Linked DNA regions of Mus musculus: region 1 is linked to region 2. The links are chromatin contacts, called in public HiChIP or PLAC-seq maps. All regions are on one chromosome and are shown on one strand. The core of a region is the stretch at or near the end of the contact, and the rest is flanking DNA. Distances in the headings are between cores, read along the strand shown.

What was found. HiChIP or PLAC-seq counts read pairs in DNA pulled down with a chosen protein or histone mark.
Region 1: a contact with region 2 is called in a CTCF HiChIP or PLAC-seq map of the NIH/3T3 cell line, with 5 read pairs. The contact joins two enhancer-like sites. A contact is called at or near these places in 1 of 15 datasets of contacts at CTCF or cohesin (the NIH/3T3 cell line), 2 of 484 Hi-C or Micro-C datasets (CD8 T cells and group 2 innate lymphoid cells) and 1 of 115 datasets of contacts at active chromatin or transcription factors (the 230-238 cell line).

Annotation. Positions count from the first base shown.
Region 1 is chr17:44,796,229-44,799,786 of GRCm38.p6, forward strand. The region is part of intron 2 of Supt3 (SPT3, SAGA and STAGA complex component); the gene reads left to right. It also overlaps a transcript of Runx2 not described here. Among named protein-coding and RNA genes, the nearest start is that of Supt3, 21 kb to the left of the region's middle. Within about 2 kb of position 1,368, at least 17 of the 459 cell types and tissues checked have an H3K27ac peak or open chromatin away from gene starts, as enhancers often do. A contact at or near this core is called in the NIH/3T3 cell line, where this site is marked.
Region 2 is chr17:44,526,412-44,529,781 of GRCm38.p6, forward strand. It overlaps a transcript of Runx2 not described here. Among named protein-coding and RNA genes, the nearest start is that of Runx2os3, 34 kb to the right of the region's middle. Within about 2 kb of position 1,525, at least 16 of the 459 cell types and tissues checked have an H3K27ac peak or open chromatin away from gene starts, as enhancers often do. A contact at or near this core is called in the NIH/3T3 cell line, where this site is marked.

The DNA of each region.
Region 1 (3,558 bases), core at 118-2,617, 270 kb after region 2:
GAATTCACAATCTCTAATTTGTACAATCCTGGCTTGGTATGTGGGAGGCAGGTGCACACCATTAAGTATATTTCTGTCTTCATGGAGTGTGAAACATAGTGTACTCTAAGCTCTGCCTCATCACAAGGCATCTGTGGCTGCTCGAGAGGGTGAGGTTTTTATTACATTATCAACTCTTTTTCCTCGCCAGTCAGCTCCTTTAAAAGGCTTTCTCCGAATACAGTAGGAGACAAGTGGATTCTGCAGCTTCAGTTCTGGACTCACCAACTAGTAATTAAACACACGTGTGTAAGTAGGGTCTTCCCCACAGGTGGACGCAGAATGGCCGGCGATTGAGAACATAAGTATGTAAAGAAAGGTTACTGATGTTCTCCCGCGGTAAGACAGAGGAGGCTGAGAGGGTTTTCAGCTGCGAGGAGGAATCTTATGAAAATAATACCATTTGATCTTTCTTTAGATAGGTACTGTTTAAACCTTCAGAAACCTAGGGGAGGGTGACAGCACAAGGAAGGAGCACCACAAGTGAAGGAGAGCACTAGGAGTGAGCTTCAGGTAGCTTGAATGTAGCTGAAGGAAATGCGCTTGTAGAAAATACTGTCAGACTGGTGGTCAGTATTGGAATGTGGCAAACTGAATGGATGACTAGGGAATTTAATCTTTTGTCTGGGCATAGGAAACCTTTCTAAGGTGTTTGCCAAGTGACAGGTTTGATGTGCATTGACCTTGACTGAGGAGAATATGTAAGTAGCACCATGGAAGTTGGATTGGCTGGGGGAGAGACAGTGGCACCAGGAATGAAGGAGAGTAACAAATCAGTCAGACATTGCACAGGTTAGCTTGTTAGGTCTTAGAGGCTCATGGGAATAGTGAACTAGTGTTGCAGAGTATTTGATTACACTGTGAGCCCCAAGATTGTGTTATTTACTGAAAAAAACTGTTTCTAGTTATGGTGTGGCTCAGCCTTAGCACACCCACCTTTAATCTCTCTGGCTGGAATTCAGACAGGCCCTTTAGTACACACCTTTAATCCCAAACAGCAAAGGTAATGTTAGTTTGTAGAAGGAAGCACCCTTCTTGAAAGTGATGACTGAGTGGCAGACAAGGTCAGAGAAAGGTGTGACAGAATAGGAAGTGCCCAACTCTCCTGTGCTAAAAAGAAGGAGGCAGTTTTACCTGGAGAGTTTTACAGAGACAGTTTGGAGAGAGAACAAACTTGATACAGATAAAGACAAAACAAACAAGAGAATTCGAAGTAGCTAGAAGATTAGAACAGATGGCTGGAGTCAGTTCGAGGTCAAGCTGAGCAATTCAGGATAAGCCAGCATGAGTCAGTCAGCGTGGAGAGGGGTTTTGAGCCAGAACAGCTGAGTTGATCAGCTAGCCAGAGTTCAGAAAGCAAAAGAGAAGGTGAGCTTGCATAAGCTGAATAGCAGTAAGTCTTAGAGGCTGAGAACATTCTAGGCCTAGAATAGATTACTCAGAGCCTAGAAGCTTCTAGGACTAGGCCTAGGTTAGCAGAGGGAGGCAGTAAGCCACCTAGATGACAATTAACTCAGCAGAATAAAAGATACTTTTACAAACTAGTTAAAGGAGAAAGCCCAAGGTCTTTATCTTAGAGCAGTGTTCTTAATCTCCCTAATGTAGTGACCCTTTAATACAGTTCTGCATGATGCGGTGACTCCCAAACAAATTTATTTTTTGTTGCTGCCTCATAACTGTAATTTTGCTACTGTTATGAACTTTAAATATCTCTGTTTTCTGTTGGTCTTAGGTGACCCCCTGTGAAAGGGGTCTCAACCCATAGGTTGAGAACCAGTGTTCTAGCCCAATGAGAAGCTAATGGTATTAGATTGAGCAATGAGTTTTATCATTTGTATCTTAATTCCAAAAAAGATTTGAGGCATCTGTCAGGGCTGTTTACAGCAAGATTATAACACAATAGGATAGGGCAGGGAAGGAAATCAAAGTGAAGTCCTAAAGTAGTAGCCAGGCCTGCAGCGCTGGTGAGGGACTTTAAATATGCATTTCTGTTCTTCCTTCCAACAGCAGCAGGAAAGCACAGCACTGTGCACTGCCTCAGCACAACAGACCTAGTCCATGAACTATGGGTTGGGTGTTAGGATTGTCCCATGTTTTGGAGGTGAGGCCTGAGAACATTCCTTCCATGGAAACCTATGGGACCCTGTTATGTACTCAGCAACCAGTGTCATTAACTATATGTCTACAGTAAATATAAGATCCACATATTTGGTTGAATCAGTAAGATCTCTGACTTTGAACTGGGGAAATAGCACTATTAAGTAGAAACATTTATTTTTAAAGGTGTTGGTGGCAAGTCTGATCATAAAATTGGTGCTTTCAAATTGTGCTCAGTGGAGCTATAGGAATTTCATCACCAACATGGAGAAGTCCTTTCCTTCATTCTCTCGGCAGCGAGAGCTGCTTCTCCGTGTCTGTTTGAGATGCTACGTGCATCTTAAAATTTGCTGTTTGAACAGACTCATAAGGAAATGTTTGAAACTACTGATTCCTAAAGTGAAAAAGGGTTTTAGACTTCTATGAATGTATTTTTATAATTGATTATTTCTAGTTTTATGAGTAATGTCTAAAGTAAATGATGTTAAATCAAAAATATATATGATTGGCTATGTATAATGTTTACTTATTTTTTGTGATAAGGGACATGACAAAATGTTCCACTGAGCTTGAAAAATGAATACAGTAACATTCAAATGATTTTTAATGAGCAAAATTTCATAAAGTTGAGCCTCTAAAACTGTTGGCCTCTAACCAATTTTACAGTTTTGTGCTTTGGTAAAAAGTTTGACCATTCATAGCCTACCCTGCCTTTTAAAGATACCAGGCGTGTTCTTTTATATATAGTCTCATGAATGTACATTTGGATTTTCTTGTAGTACTTGATTATATTTACATCTAATACTCTTTGAGAATGTCTGATAGTTTTGACAGCTTGTGTCACCTTTTTACCTTAAAATGTCCGTGGGGTACAGCACAGGTAAATGGGTAGTTTCTCTGTCTCCTGTTCTCAGAAGCATCTTTATATGTAATTCTTTTGTCAGACTTATCAGGTTTGTTGAGTTCTGACTCAGGGCTTCCGGGAGAGGTGTCTAAGCCTGTAAGGATAAAGCTTGAGTAGAGAATAGGACATGGTGAGAGCTGAGCTATCCTGTTACAGCCTCATGTGTAGGGAGGTTTAAGGTTTCAGATCTTCTGTTTGGCTCACTGTCTCCCTGTTGGCTCTCCATGTGGGCTCATGCCATTGCTTATTTCTGAAGTGCTCCTATTTTCTCTTTCCAGGTATTCTTTTTTGTCTTAGGCTCACCTTACAGAGTCAGTATTTTCTTTTTCTTTCTTTCTTTTTCTCCTTGAGCCTTTCTAGTCAAAAACAAGTACTGGTTTAGATACAGTTTCTGTGCCCAAAGTACTAACTTGCTTAATACTTAATTAATTAACTCTTAATTCTCAGTGATTGTTAAATGTGTGGTAAACATCCCCTTCCTTGTAGTCTCTTACAAGGCATTGACCAGAACGTCATAA
Region 2 (3,370 bases), core at 275-2,774:
AGTTTCTTGGAACAGAGTGACATTGTAGGTCTCTCTAGGCCCCAGATAAATGGCTTTAACAGCTTGCTTGAGACGGTGTGGTCATCCCAGGTTGCCCTCTCAACTCTTCTAAAAAGCCTTTGTAACTGATTTCTCATATTAAATTACCTCTAGTAAATTATTTCACATGGGTTTTGTTTTTATTTTTTATTGTTTGGGGAAACATTGGCTGATACTGATCTGTCCCACCCTAGGGATTCGAACTTGCCAGAAACTTCCAACATTTTAAAGTTACTTGGACCGGCACCTTTTTTTTTTTTAAATTACTTGTAGACAACAACACCCAGAGTGTGACAGAAGAGGAAAATCAAATGGCATCTGCGTGCCCAGCATTTATGTGGCGTTATCAGGGTCATGGAGGAATGAATTCAGGTTTTCCTCCCCTAACCAGTAGCAGCAGGCGTACATTAGGATATTTTCTGAGACTTGGTCATAGGTCTCTGCTCATCCCTGCTATAATGTATTACTTAAAGTCAAAATCTTCCATCCATTCACCAGAATATATTGAGCATCCGATGAAACCCAGGGAAACAAGCTAGTAGTTAGGCAGGCTCTTCAAGTTCATCTCCCACCGGTCCCCATCACAAGGACTTCAAGAGAGGGCAGGGCATGTTCTTTCAGGAAAGACTGCATTGTCTTTCTTCCTCAAGTCCACGCAGAGTCAAATATGCTGATCACTCTTATCTATGCTGTGTGAGATGTGGCCATGCATCATTTGGCCTACTGAGTCAAGGTTGCCTTGTCCTACATCTTCAGAGACTTCAATATCTTCCCTCCTCCTCCTCCACCTCCTCCTCTTCTAAGCCCCACAGACTCTGCTGCTCCTCAGATCCTTCAGATCCATGTCCATCTCATCTTTCCTGACAGTCTCAGACCTTTTCCTCAGCACCTGATATGGGATCTGACAAGTAGAAATCCATGCAAGCATTTGTTGAATGGCCGATGGCATGCTGTGATGTTTGGAATGGGGAATAGCCACTGATGTGTTAATTCAGCATTGACCATTGGTGTGAGGACAGTACCACACTCATGCTTGGTCATCACTGGAGTCATAGGCAAGACAGACAGACAGACAGACAGACACACAGACAGACAGACAGACAGACAGACAGACAGACAGACAGACAGACAGAGACAGAGACAGAGAGAGGTGGGGATCAATGCTGGATCCCCATAGCCAAGCAGAGTTCAATTAGAGTCTACATGGACAGGCTGACTGCCATAGGAAAACCAACAAAACTAGTTTTATCTCAAATTTTGGCCTGTTATTTAAAAAAAAAAATCAAGTTTTCTAAGGAAATGTTTGAGCATTTATATCCCAGATGCCCTGCCCCTCCCCCCCCCCAAAAAGTTAACTCAGTGTGACTCGTAACTTAAATTCTTCTATGAGCATCCCCATCTCAGTTACAGTAAATATGGCTCATAGCAGACCAAATAGGCAAGCATCTTTGTCATCTTCCTTCACCAAAATGACCTGGGAACTCAACTCTCAGGAAGAAAGCCCTCTGGCATACAGATTAGATGCTGACCACAGGAGAGTATCTGTCAGTAGCTGTTAGACACTCCCTCTTTCCAGATCTCAAACTCCAATCTTTATTTATTAAAGAGAGAGCTATGCACCCACAAGGCTTAGACCTGTGCCAAGCTGACTAAAACTAACAAGAGCCCAAAGGGAACTAAGCACACACTTAGAGCCACACCGATCTTTCTACCAAACCTGGGCTATCATTTCCTAGTACACAACTAAGAGGATTTCTGATCCTGCTTGCTTTGGCCATCAAAACATCTTTGCATACCCTTCCTTTACCCATCCACTGGCTGGGTGCATACTGGCCTTGACCTTGGAGAAGACAGTCTCTTCTCTCTTAGCCTCCTCAGTTCCTGCTCCACCCCTGCATGTCCGGTCCTGACAAGAGCCACCCACACTCCAACCTGTGGGTAGCTCCCCCCCCCACTCCAAGGAGAAAACAAAACAAAGAACCAATCAAAAGCATGGCTGAAGATTAGATAGCAGATTTTAACCAGCTCAGAAGCCATGTCGAATTATCACCCAGTGCCTTATGACACATGACGACACCGTAACATTCAAAGATGAATGAAGGATGGCTGGCCTTCAGTGTCCCCCTACCTTGTCAAGGTACAGTGGCAAAGGGTTGCCCCTTCTCTGCCTTCTGGGCAGGAAGTCTTCTTCGGCTTTTGCATTCCATCCAAAAGACAAAAGAGGGGGTGGGTTTCTCTGAACCCTTGCCAGGCCGTACTGAGGTGGGTGTTGGGTCTTTTGAAACTGTCAGAGTGAGCATGCTTCTGATTATAGGGTTCCCAAGACTCTGAGCCAGCCTTTTTTTTTAAGCACATACATTTTCTTCCTGGACCAGAGCCACGTTGCTCTGGCTATGTTAATCCCCCCAGTAGTCACACTGCTTCCCAGGGCATCCAGGGAGTTGCTTGTTTTAGGGAAATCCTGTCAGTTTGAACTCGGTTCAAGAATGTGCCCAGAGTACTTCAGGCCAGGAGAAAAGAAGATTCTGCCTGGAGAGTTGAAAGTACTTGATAGTGTGGGGAGAGGTGATCTTGGAGTCAGGAAGTAATGAGTAGATTCAAGGAGTCAGTTAGCCCTATGGCCATCTGACCTGTGACCTTGGAGATGAACTCGCTACTGGAAGACTCTCAGAATGACTGACAGGTGAAGGTTGGTTTTATACTAGTGAGGCCAACTGAAGGGAAGGAACCTCCTCTTCTTATAGGTTCTCTGGGCCCCTGTTGGTGTCTGAGAGACAGACTTCTCAGTAGCGTCTATAGCTTCTAAGGAAAGCACATTCCACATTCCAAACTCCAGGGTTTTGCTTCTTATTTTCCTGGCTCATTAAGACTTTCTGGCCCCACGTCTCTACACAGAGAAGAAGAAATGACTGTTGATCCTACTGGTCCTTGCTAATGTCACTTTGGGACACACTAAAAATAATCAAAGTGGGGCTGGGGAGGTGCCTCCGTGGGTAAAGCACCTACTATGCAAGAGTGACCAAAAGAGTTCAGATTCCTAAGACCCTCTGAAAAGACAGGCACATACAGTGGTCACCTATAATATCAAACCATGGTAGGCAGACATGGGGGGCTCCCTGGAGTAAACTAGCTGCCACACTAACAGAAACAGCAAGTTTTGAGTTCAGCAAGAGAGAGACCCTGATTCCATAAATAAGGTAGAGAGGAATGCCAAAAGACACTCAACATCAGCACCGTCAAACTTCCATGTCACGTGCACATGCACACACCTGCACATGAACCTCCCTAACCCACCCCCACACATGCGGGCTCGCATACCTAAGGACATGCA